Regions from separate parts of the Mus musculus genome. Here region 1 is linked to region 2. The links are chromatin contacts, called in public HiChIP or PLAC-seq maps. All regions are on one chromosome and are shown on one strand. Each heading gives the region's core, a stretch centred on a gene start, on an enhancer-like site or on the middle of the called end of the contact. The rest is flanking DNA. Distances are from core to core; before and after follow the strand shown. Region 1 overlaps Tcf7l2 (transcription factor 7 like 2, T cell specific, HMG box). Region 2 has its middle 19 kb from the start of 4930552P12Rik.

What was found. HiChIP or PLAC-seq counts read pairs in DNA pulled down with a chosen protein or histone mark.
Region 1: an HNF4G HiChIP or PLAC-seq map of pancreatic cancer cells shows a contact between it and region 2. The contact joins two enhancer-like sites. A contact is called at or near these places in 10 of 39 promoter capture datasets (the C10 cell line, the SN4741 cell line, cranial neural crest and 7 more), 1 of 15 datasets of contacts at CTCF or cohesin (the NIH/3T3 cell line), 3 of 484 Hi-C or Micro-C datasets (embryonic stem cells, macrophages and uterus) and 9 of 115 datasets of contacts at active chromatin or transcription factors (embryonic basal ganglia, embryonic midbrain, embryonic stem cells and 4 more).

Annotation. Positions count from the first base shown.
Region 1 is chr19:55,871,991-55,878,285 of GRCm38.p6, forward strand. The region is part of intron 5 of Tcf7l2 (transcription factor 7 like 2, T cell specific, HMG box); the gene reads left to right. Among named protein-coding and RNA genes, the nearest start is that of Gm52391, 63 kb to the right of the region's middle. Within about 2 kb of position 4,716, at least 104 of the 459 cell types and tissues checked have an H3K27ac peak or open chromatin away from gene starts, as enhancers often do. A contact at or near this core is called in pancreatic cancer cells and trophoblast stem cells, where this site is marked.
Region 2 is chr19:55,718,280-55,724,533 of GRCm38.p6, forward strand. No RefSeq gene overlaps it. Among named protein-coding and RNA genes, the nearest start is that of 4930552P12Rik, 19 kb to the left of the region's middle. Within about 2 kb of position 2,277, at least 19 of the 459 cell types and tissues checked have an H3K27ac peak or open chromatin away from gene starts, as enhancers often do. A contact at or near this core is called in pancreatic cancer cells and trophoblast stem cells, where this site is marked.

The sequences.
Region 1 (6,295 bases), core at 3,466-5,965, 160 kb after region 2:
AAAGCCCTTCCTTACCTTTGACTCTTTCAGTTGGATATTTTCTCAGTGGGTTTTCTTTTCATAAAAAGCAACCATATGTTGCTTGAATTTAATAATAAAAGCACTAAGTTTTACACACGTTATGTAAGCCGGGTTGGCATCGTATTTAAGATCCCCCTGCCTCAGCTCTCAAAGATTGGGAATGCAGGTGCACGCTGCCTCGCCTGCTCCAGTTGGGTTATAATTCATGCAGGCCCATTGCAAAAGGGCACGGGTTACCCTTAATACGAGAGCATGTGGTATGAGTTCCTGCCTGTGGCTGGTGGCATCTATTTTATGGGTAACTGAGAGCACGGGTCACCACTTCGAGTTAACCTTGACCTTGCCAGAGGCTGTCAGAGTGACCACCTGTACCTGATAGAGCCCAGTGAACCCTAAGTCTTTGTATCTGTGAATCTGGAAAATTCCTGTCCCTGCCTCTATTTGTCAAAAGAGCAGAGCAAATAGGTGATGGATGTAGACACAGGCCAACGTCTGTATCCTTTCACTGAACTCTGTTCCTTGTGGGCAGTGAGAGGACTTGATATTTACACTCCCTATTCTATGTGGACATCTGGCATCTTGAGGTAGATGGCCTGCAACTTTAGCCCCAGTGCCTTGGAGGCTTAGGTGGAAGGGTCACTTGAAACATGAAGAGATCAGAGCCAGCATGGAACAAGGCCCCACCTCTTCAAAATCCCCAAACAGTCACCCATAGGCCCTTTCTGTATAATTCTCATTTGATCCTCCCAGTCAGAAGCAACTATTTTTCACAAAGAGAACACTAACATGGCTTTTATTTTATTTTATTATTTTATTTTATTTTAATGATTTGTCTCCGGTTCCATTGAAAGTAATTGTAGGGACCCGGGGAGTCAAAACCAGGGGCTTCAGATGTTTTCCAAGGCAGGGTGCCCACCTCCCCACTGCCGAGCCCCTTCTGCCCTGCGACATGTATCAAGTTGAGCTATAGAAGAAGAGCCACACATGCTCTCCAGACATTCTGGCCTAGGCCCATTGGGACAGGAGGTTGGGAGAGCGGTCCCTGTGCCGGAAGTTGTGGCTTCTGAGTCTCTCAGCAATTGGCAGCAGAGAGTTTTGTTTTGTTTTGTGTGTATGGTTTTGTTTTTTAAATAATTAGAAACAGTTCAACTCTTGTTACCACCCACAGTAAAAAATTGCTTGGCTCCCACAAGTTAAGAGAGAAAGAGGGAAGAAGAAGAAGTCTTCTTGGTGGAATGATTAAAATGGGGCTTAAGGCTGAAAGTATTTTGGAGGGAGCTTTGGACATGTGAATGTCAGGGAGGGGGAAGGGAGGGGAGGTTCTCAGTCTCTAACTCCTTTTTTTGCCTGGTTCAAGATGAAGATGGTTGCTCATAGGAAGGGAATCTAGTGCCCAAGATGACTCTGGGAGGAAGGCCATATTTTCTGTACTGATTAATGGTATGTGTTCCGTGTGGGCGTGAGCATTCAGAGCTCATAGCCCATACTGCACAGTGTGTGGTCCTTTATAGGGCTGTGTTCCAGTCCTCGAGGTGGTGGCTATGAGGAGAGGGAAGAGGAGGGGCTGCTCTTGGCCCTGCCTCAATGTGTCCCATTGTATGGACCAAATCACTGAGGCCGCAGCAAGCCAAACCTCTGTGCTCTGGATTCCTTAGGGCTGTGCTTTTGACCAACTCAGTGCACGTCCGTGGCTCCACTTACCCATGGGAATGGCTAGAGTCTGAGTTGAATCATTCTGGCCAGCCACATGTGTTATCTGATGAACGCCCCCTGCCCACACCTCCCCTGTCCCTCTATGTAGTCACATGGGCAGGGGGATGACTGTTGACTTCATCATCCTCCTGAGAGATGGAGGAACATCCCTCTGGAGGACACTGGGCTCCCCAGGGCACCCTGAGCCACATTGGTTTGATTCCAGTCTGCGATGACTCCGGTGGGGTAGCCTCATCGTGCCATCCTGACTTGTTTAAGTTTACGCTTTGTTGGCAAGCACATTTTTTTATGCTCTTCTTCTCATCTCCATAGGCCAAGATCCCTTTGTGGAGCAATGCCTGAACTTAATACTTTTCATCTGGATACTAGGGAGGGTATCAAGAGACAGGGGCAGGGGCAGGGGCAGGGTGAGTGGGGTAGGTGGGCAGAGGTGGGATGGGGTGGGGGGAGTCTTAGGCAACACTCATTGAATCTACAAGTCTATCATTTCTTACTGTTTCCTTTCAGGTCACTATATAAGAAATGATTTTTCCCCTACAGGGGTGATTTTTCCCCATGGTGTTGCATAGTGACTCTACAATTGTAGATCAAAAAACACAGTGCCCTGATGGTCTTACAGACGGCTTACAAATACATATGCCAGGGTGCCTATAAAACTTAGTTTGGTGTTTCTAACACCAAGATTTTTTTCCTGACTGCCCCAGAGATTGGGGATTCACCTACATGATTTGAAAGCTTGGGCGACTATTCTATCCTTCTGGCTGTCTGGGGCCTGGTTCCCTCATCAGATTCTTAGGCACATGGAACAGTACTGTTGGAGCTTGGTAGATGAGGACTTAGGTACATAAGAAGGCATAGGGCTCATGGGGACACAAGGCACCGGTGGCTCTTTAGATCCTGCTTGTCTAGGCTAGACCTCCTCACAAGTGTGGATGTGAATCTGTAAATTAAAAAAAAAAAATCCACACGACAGAGGGATGTGTGTGACAGGGATTGCAGCCCCAGGGAAGACTCTAGTTCCTGGGATGTCATTTAGCACTCCAGTCATGGGTACGATTCTATCCTGAAGAGAAGGATGTGAGCAGAAGGGATTCTAGCTGGAAGCCTTAGACTGAGTTCAGTTCTTCGTTGCTCTGAGGCTGCTCCTGTCTGGGGTAATTGCCAGAAGGAACACCCTATCAGCTTCTAGGATTCTGAGCTCTGTGGTAGTCAGACTCCTCCTCCCCCCACTCCCCCCATGTGAATGGGTTCAGTGTGAACTGGCTCAGTGTGAACTGGCTCAGTGTGAACTGGCTTAGTGTGAACTGGCTCAGTGTGAGTAGTTTTGGTGGTGAAGCTGCCAGACAAAGCTGCATTGAAGTGAGCGAGCAAGCTCCCCTTCAGGTTTTTGGGAATTATCAGGACAATGGTTCTGAACAGAGTCTGGTTACCACAAGGCCCATTTCTCTGCCTCTCCAAATCTACACTTCTGCAGCAACCATGGTTCTTTTGGCCCCGGTCTTACTGAACCACCTTCCCAATCTAGTGGTTTCTGACTCCATGTCCACTCTTGCCTCTTTAACACCAAATCTTTGCTCCTCCCCTCTTAGCCCACACTGATCCAGGCGCATACCTGCCTATCAGAAGCAGACCTATGAGGTGGTAAGCAGAGCATTCTGGCCTCATATGCTCTTAGAAAGCAGGGGATTGGAGGTGATTGGTCACAAGGATCCAATCACATCAGGGAGGGCTATCTATGAGGCCTTAGTCATCGGTTTTGTAATAACTATTCTCAGTCACTTAAAAAAATGTTGTCTCCAGGATTAAAAGAGAAAAGATGCTTCGGGGAGACGATCAGGGCCTGCCCTGTGCATAAACAGATAGCAGAGAGATAGTACTAAATTGAATGTTACCCAACAGGTTTGGTGTGCGATTTGTTGGGCCTGGACTCCTAGGAAAAGATGATAAAATAACTCAAGACAAGGGAATGGGCCAGTGACCTAAAAGCACAGGCTTTTGAGTGGATAACCATAGCCAGAGTAATTTTAACTTGTTCACAGTAGTCGCTGGAGATTGCTAAGTGGTGACTCACAACAGGACCCTACTCTGTCAGCCTCTTTCTAAACTTTGAAAACTGAGACCCAGATAGAGCAAATGGGCTGTAAGACTCCCAGGCTTTGTTACCAGGTCACATAGCATCCCACAGCAGAAATCCACCTTCCTGCTCGTCTCTTCCCACCCGACCCGGCCACTCCCAGTTCTCCGCACACTCGAATGTCATTCAGTAGTACCCAAGTTCTGTGCAGAAGCCAAAAGTCCTCTGTGGATAAATGTGTGGAATCCAGTGTCTGGTGTGAAGTCACATATTTCTCTCTGGAAATCATGACTTTTCTTGGGTGCCCGGGATCCTCAGGGGCTTCCATGCTCATGAGGATTTTAATCCAAGCATTTCTGCTGAAAGGAGACCGGGAAGCAGGAGCCTAGGACTTTTCCATAAGGAATACTAGAAATCTTGCAAGCAACGACTGTGCTTTTAGCAACACTTAGCTGAACCTATCATACAGGCTGCCTCATGCCTGTAAGGCCAGCACCCAGGAGGCTGAAACAGGAGCATTGCTGTGAGCTTCAGGCTACAGAAACCACACCCTTACCATTTATACGAGATGGACATTAGTTTGTTCTTGCTTCTGTCTTTCCCCAAGGCCTAGTGTTTGGGAATTCTTTTAGGGTGATGCTTTCTGGGATTTGTTAACATCTCAGAGATCTGAAAAAGGACTCTTTGGAACAGTTTTCACCCCCAGCATCAGGGAGAGGAAGTAGGAGAGAGATCACCAAGTTGGCTGAGAGGCTGTTGACCACGTTGGAGTTCACTGGTGGTTTTTACAGCTCTACTCTGCTCTTAAGAGTCCCGTGTCTTGTAACCAGGAAGCAGGCTGATGCCCTGGGTTGAGTTCAGCAAGTTTGTTTTGACTTGTGGCCCACAAGGAGAGAGAAGTCCTCATTATGTAATGTTAAACTGGGCCGGGAATGTCAGCTGGGCCCTGCTTGCCAAAGCTTGAAGAGTTGGTTGGGAGCAGACTATGTTTAGTATGACTAATCCAGCTTGGCAGGGTAAAGGGGTGGGTGGGTGTCACTCTGAGAGGGAAGGATGACTTAGACTATTTCAAATATTAGCACTTTGTATGCTCTGTAGCTGTCCCCAAAGTAACTCAAGTAACCAACTAAGTTGAGGCCTCATTCATCAACTAGTGCAATACTGACTGTTGACTGGTGGAGTCAAGACACCAACAGATTCCTCTTGCAAGGAGGAGAGGCAGGCTTGGGTCCTGAGAAAGCTTCCCATAGCAGCCTGTGTTGGTCAAGAGTGGCTGGCAGGGTACTCAGTAATTAAAGCCAGTATACAAAGCCAACACTAGATTCTGTAATAAAAGTCGCAGTGAATCCCAATAAAAATGTAAAGGAAAGGAAAACATGGCCCACTTTCCTAATAAAGATTCCAGAGTGTAATTTAGAGCCCCCGCCTCTAGCCTTTTCCATCTTTATTTGGACGCTTTTACGCCTTTTGCCCCCCCCCCCCCCCCCCCGCAAAGTCCAGCTTGGTCCTTCCTATGTGACAAAAGGACCCCATTTTTATGTAGATGCCTTTAGTTGGAGACAAAAATAATCCAAAAGCATGTTTGCACAACCATCCTTAAACAGTGCGTTCCCTGACACCCCCCGCCCCCCAGTCACACAAAGGTTGCTCTTTGGTAGGGTAGATGCCCTGCCTGAGGTGAAGTGGGGAGTCGCTTTTGTCTTTTCCCTGATGAATGGATGTAAAATGTTCACTGAACCTGGAAGCACCTCCTTTTGTGCCTGGTGCCCCCCTAACACAGGCTGTTAAACTTGGGGCAATTGCTCATGGTGGGGGATTGAAAGGGGCCATTGTGGGAGGAGGGGCCCACACTGAGACCATTGTGGGTATAGAGATGTCATTGTTTCCCAAGCATTACGGAGTAGACTCTGGGGACCCCCGGGCATCAGTGTGCCCAGCCACTGTGCCGACTGCACAGCATTTGCAGGGTTGGATTGTCCCCTAAGCACCAGGCCTCAGAAAAGCCAGGCAAGGTCCTCTTAGGCTGGACACGCCACAGTGTGCCCCCTGCAGGATGCATGTGGTATTTCCTACAAACATCAGCTTACCAGGTCCTTTCCTGCTCCTACCTAGATTGTACCTTTTTTTTTTTCCTGTCTTGATCCCCAGACCTCATTTCTGCAGGGAGGTCACTTGTCCTCCAGGTCCCAGGGGAGAAAACATTTGTTAAAAATCCCTTCTTCCTCCTTAGGAGTCGAAAAACTCCCTGATTCCTGCTGGTGGCTTTACATTCGGCTCCCCTTTGGCCATATGGCCTTCAGAGGACTTCTGATCTTAATTACAGCATTCAGCCTTTGTTTATTTAAAAATCAAAAGGCAGATAGGCTATTGATGGTTTATCTGTATTAATTGCAGTACCATACCTGCCAACTGTCCCCTCGGTTAGTAAAGGACCTGCTATGATCCCTGCCAAAAGTTTACATGTGTGCACAGATCACTTAACACAGC
Region 2 (6,254 bases), core at 1,027-3,526:
CCAAGGAATTGAAAAGCTAAAGACACAGTATGAAAGCCCGTCAAAGAAGTCAATGTGGGATCATCGTGGGATCCGCCAACCCCACTTTGGGGCCTAGAAGAAGGAGATGGGGCCAGTATGTTGAAGAGGGGTCTGGAGCTCTGTTGGCAATACACAGCCAAGATGGAGTCCACCTTCACAGGAACACTGCCACCCACAGTTGTCTTCATGGTCAGCTTGACTGGGCTTGGAATCTCCATGGAGACACACCACTGAGCGTGGATGTGAGGGAGTTTCCAGGAAGGAATGACTAGGTTAGGAAGATCTATCCTGAACATGGGCAGCACAGTTCCACGGGCTGGGGTCCCGACCAAAGGAAAAGGAGAAGTGCTTGAAACACCAGCTTCATCTCCCCACCTCCTGACTGCACACACCCTGACCAGCTGCCTCACATCCTGCCGCCATTTTCCCCACCGCGATCCTCACCCAGCCCCGACCCTGCCACAGTGGGCCACAACCTTAAACCCCTTGAGCTAAGCAGAGCTTTCTCTCCTTAAGCTGGTTTTCATCAGGGGTCTTGTCACAACATTGTGACAAATCCAAACCTTACTCACAGTATCTAAGATGAAGAAGCAATCTAAGTGTTCATGGATGACGATATTCTTAAAATGTGGTTTGTATATATAATAGAACTCTGTTCAGCCTTGAGAAGAAAAAAAAAAAAAAAACCGCGTTACTTCCAAACACTGGATCCATCTAGAGAACACCTTTATGTGGGAGCTGGGGTTGTGACTCAATAGTAGAGACCTCATCTTGCCTGCCGGAGGCCCAGAGTTCAGTCCCCAGCACCAAACACAGTAGAACACAATAGGAAAGGAAACACACCAGTCTAAAAAGACAAATAGCTCCTTTATACACGGAAGCTGAGACAAAGGCACTCCAGGAAGTAGAGATCCCAAAGAGGGAAAGAGTTGCAAGTGGGCAGGACTGTGAGAGTGGGCGGGACCGTGAGAGGGGGCGGAGCCAGTGAGAGAGGGCGGGGCAGTGAGAGTGGGCAGGAACCTGAGAGTGGGCCCTGACAGTGCTCAGAGAGTTGAACCTGACACAGGGCTGCAGGAACAAGTGCTGTACAGCAAGGTGGCACATATTAAAGGCAAAACATCTCGTGTTTCTTTACATTTTGCATTTCATTATTTTTTGGGGGGACTGGTGGGTGTTTTCCATGAAGCACATGTGGAGCACATCAGAGGATAACTTGTAGCAATCAGTTCTCTTCTTCCGCCATGTGCGTTCCAAGAATTGAGCCAGAGAGGCAGGCTTGCAGCAAGTGTCTTTCCCCGCTAAGTCACCACACTGGCCTCTGTATAATGTATTCCAAAATAACTAATGAGATTATAAGTAGCCTCATTACGAAGGAAGGACAAATAGTGGCTGAGAGTGACATATCAAGCAGATTTAACTAATCATTTTGTGTACACTTCACAATGTACATGTTTGAGTTCACACAGCCCTGGGGTTGCCAAGCAGGTTCCGGTCAGCCCTACTAAAAACACCGTATCAGATTATACAGATTTGTAATACAAAACAATTTGTCACTTAAAAAATAATAAAATAGGAAGGAAGTGGCACAGAGGAAGAAAGAGAGGGAGGGCAGAGCCTGGAGGGCTGATCAGCATTGTGGTCACTTCTGGGCCAGGCCAGCGCTGAGATTGATCCGTGGTTAGAGTCAAGCCTGTGGGGGTGGAATTTGTCCCCATCTTGATAAGAAAAGCATTGTGGAAGTCTGACTTTTCTGGCCAATTCTCCACCATGGGAACAGATCCTGAGACCAGTGGGAGGGTACAGCGGTGTCCTGGGGGCCTAAACCCACAGTGAACATCTCTTCTGTGTCCCTTCACCCAGGCTCATTGCTCCCCGAAGCCTGACTCAGCCTCTGAGGCCGTGTGATCTAGGAGGGCCCCTGAGTACAGCTGTGGAGGTTCGGTGGCGGCGAGCCCTGGGCTGGAATGTCAGCCGCGGTGTGAAGAAGGGCCAGAAGCGACATCAGTGCCCATGGCAATGCCTCTCCTGGCATCGCTGGGTTTGCGACAAAGTCTGGCTCAGCCCTGGCTCCCTTTCCTTCCTCAGCTCAGAGTCATCCTTGAGCGCCTGTGCTCTTTCCCACTGACCTCCTCTTCGGTCTCAATGTGTGGTTATCTGCAACCACAGAACAAATCGCACCAACACTTAAGGGCTTAATACGATGATGACACCGTTTTGTTTGCAGATCTTCGACTTGGACCTGGCTGTTCCCCTTGGCACCTGTTGCAGTGCCTCAAAGGCTGGAGTCACCCGAAGCAGCTCTCTTTGTCAGTTCTGTCAGTAGCTGGAGAATCTCCACGCAGCAGTGAGACTGCCTCCCAGCACAGAGGCCTGGCTGTAAGAAAACGAGAAAGAAGGGATGCGTGCTTAGCATGATGTCTGCTGTGGTCACAGGCTTGCCTACATGGAAAGGAAGAAAGCATGGCCCTCTACCTGTTCATAGATGAGTATAACGTTATCTATATAAGAAAAGCCACAAGGTGGCTCACACCAGGCAGCCATCTTTGAAAAATGAAACCTGCCACACACAGCTGCTTTCGCCAGTCACTGGACCTTCGCTCATTCTGTTTCTGCTACCTGGAACAGTTTTTCTTGTCTTCCTTTAGCGGAAACTTCCCCAGTTCCACACTTCTCAGCTGAGTCGTTTTATCCGTGAAGAGTTCCCTTAACTCCATGATCAGACCATTTCCCCTTAGCTAATAGTTTCTGAGGCTTCCTCAAAGCTCAAAAGATACGTTTTATACATGTAAATAATGTCTGCAGCCGACTTGTGCTCTCCCTCTCTTCTGAATATTTTTTAAATTACGTGATTATGTGTGTTTGTTTGCCTAGGTGTGAGTTTATGTGTTGCAGCCTGAGAAGAGCAGAGGTGGTCGGATCCCCAGAGCGTGGGTTGCTACAGTGGAGTCACCTGATACAGGTGCTCAGAACTGAGTTCAGGTCCTCTGCAAGAACAGTAAGTGCTCTGGACTGCTGAGCTTTCTCCAGCCCCAGCTCTATGTTCTTTTCTTCATACATATACATACACCAAACCCAGCTCCCCGTGACAGAGCCATCTCTCTAGCTCCCACCCAGGTTCGTTTTTCCACAGAATTATATGAGACCTACTGTGTATCAGTTCCTACCATATGTCAGCACTGTGGATGCTGCTAGGCAGAACCAAACATAATTCACTGTCTATGGGAGACTTACTATCTAAAAGAGACAACAGTGTGTGCGTGTGTGTATATTTGTGTGTGAATGTGTATGTGGCTGTATGTGATTGTATGTATATATGTGTTTGTGTGTGTGTATATATATATATGTATGTATTTGTGTGTGAAGTGTATGTGACTGTATGTGATTGTATGTATGTATATTGGTGTGTGAATGTGTATATGGTGATTGTTCATATGTACATGTATGTATATGTATTTGTGTGTGAGAGTCTGTGTGGGTATGGTGTGTGTTAGTGTGTCTGTGTGTGAAAGAGCAAAGAGCTGTTGCTAGAAAGAGAGCCCGCCAATTAATTCTTATAGAGAACACAGCTTGCTTCCCAGCATCTTATTCTTACACAGCCACCTGTAACTCCAGCTTCAGGAGTCCTCTTCTGGCCTCCCGGGTTACTGGACTTATGTGTATATACCCATAAGCAAACACACAGACACACAATTAAAAATAAAATAAATCCTTTTAAAAAGTGACAGGGTGATTGGTTGATAGAGGAAGACTTGACATGAGCCTCTGGCCTCCATGTGCACACACACACACACACTTAGATGCATGTGTGTACATACATAAGGAAGAATACACATAAGCTGCACACATCTGCACTCACATACATGTGCACCTACTTCCCATGTGCATGAGGACATATGCATTACACACACCACACACACACACACACACACACACACACACACACACGGCACTAAAATGCATGGGTGTGTCTGCTTGTGGGACGGCTTCGTCAAACCCAGCAGAGACTGTGAGAAGGTGATTCTCATCTTTAGACTTGAGTAGCCATGGTAGTGATTGTGGGCCAATCCCCCTGCCTCAGACCACTGACTTGCTTACAAAGGCTGGTGGCCTCTAATCATTTGTCCGCCCAGCAGCCCTGGCAGTTCCAGTTGTACACGGGAGCTGGGGCAGACTTGGAAAGCTGGAGAACAGGCTGGGCCAACACCTAGCTCTCCGGTGGGGTCAGAGGCAGCAGCCTGCTGTGACTTCACACCAGGATTCGCTCACATGCTCTGCTGAGGCCCTGGAGCCCTGCCCCGGCAGACATTCCACTTTAGGAGGTGAAAGCTTAAGTTATGGAGAGGGAAAAGGGTGGAGTCTGCAGTGGGGATGGAAAGTGTTTCCAGGAAGGGCATGGAGAAGAAGACAAGAATGTTAATAAGCAGGTCTGCCCCGTGAGTAAACCCCAGACACTTTGGGTAAAGCCACCCCCCCCACTCCCCCCACCCCCCGGCCAGGATCTGCAGCCCTGCCCACCAGGAGCTGCAAAGGGCACCCCGGAAGGGAAAGAAGGCTAGAGACTACCTACCAACTCTGGAGGAACCTCCCCAGGACTCTGTCTCAGCTACTCTCCTAGCTCAGACTTCTGAGGGAGAGGAGGAAACACCGGCCTTCACCTCTGTGCCTGGGAGTATTGGTATATTCCAGAAGTCTGAGGTGCTGAGCAAGACTTCTTTTTATTTTGTTTTTTAATTTAATTTATTTTTTTTTCTACTTATTTACTTTATATCCTGTGCAACGCCCACTTCCTGGTCACCCCCTCCCACAATCCTTTCTTCATCCACCCCTCTTCTCCTCTGAATGGATGGGGGTCCCCCTGGATATTTCCCCACCCCCAGGCACCCCTCCTGTCGTCCCCCCCAACTCCTGCACTTCAAGTATCTTTGAGGCTAGGCGCTTCCTCTCCCACTAAGGCCAGACAAGGCAGCCCAGCTAGAAGAACATATCCCACATACAGGCAGCAGCTTTTGGGATAGTCCCCATTCCAGTTGTTCGGGACCCACATGAAGACCAAGCTGCATGTCTGCTACACATGAGAGGGGAGGCCTAGGCCCAGCTCAGGTTTGCTCTTTGGTTGATGGTTCAGACTCTGAGAGCCCCAAGGGTCCAGTTGAGTCGATTCTGATGGTCTTCTTGTGGAGTTCCTATCCCCTTTCAGAGCCTGCAATCCTTCCTTCTGTTCTTCCATAAGCGTGCCCAGGCTCCATCCACTGTTTGGCTGTGGGTGTCTGTTTCTGTCCTTTGGTGAATCTCATGATCTGCTTTGGCAACCTACTGAAGGAAATGGACCCCCCCCACACACACACACACCCGTGAACCCTATCTTGTCCCAAGGGCATTAAATAAAATACACAGATTTTCACCGCTGACATACACAGCGAGGCAGATAGCAGACTTACTTCCCTGCCCAAACACTGGGAGAGCCACAGGCTACAGAATATTGTCCGCCCCTAAGAGAGGAAGACTGAGCTGAGTCAGTGCCAGGATAGCTGCCACTACTGCCTGGAGGACAGACAGAAGCTGCTGTCAGTCCCTGAGGTGAGGGGGGAAGCTGGGGGAAAGGAGAGGCTCAGGCGGCTGGAGTGTGCAAAGCAGAATACCAAAGAGGAAAGGCTGTCCTGAGAGGAAGTCCTAGAGGGCCACAGGGTTCCCTTAGGTGAGACCCAATCACTGTGTGTGTGTGTGTGTGTGTGTGTACCTGTATGTGCACTGGTGTGTGTGTGCACACATGTGTGAGCATGTGCCTATGTGTGTGTGTGTGTACCTGTGTGTGCACTGGTGTGTGTGTGCACACATGTGTGTGCATGTGCCTATGTGTGTGTGTGAGAGAGAGAGAAAGAGAGAGAGAGAGAAGCACGTGTACATATGTGTGTCCCCATGTGTGTGAACTTTGAAAAGCCAGGGAAATCTACACCTTGAAGGGATGGGAGAGCTTCCTGGAGCTCATTGCAGCCAGGGTAGGGTGGGGAGAGTTTGCTCCATTGTTAGAATCTGAGGCTTGATCTACTCAACTCCTGGGAGGCAAAAGTTAGCGGAAAGACGTGTTTAAGGATGGCCCTAAGGAGGACAGAGGGGACTTCCTTCTCAAATCTTCATCTTTGGGGAGGGGCTCAGGAGTGCAAATGACTCTGATGGAAAATGTTGCGCGAACAGTCGAACCTGCCCAGAGCAGCTGTTTCCTTCTCTCCTTCTTT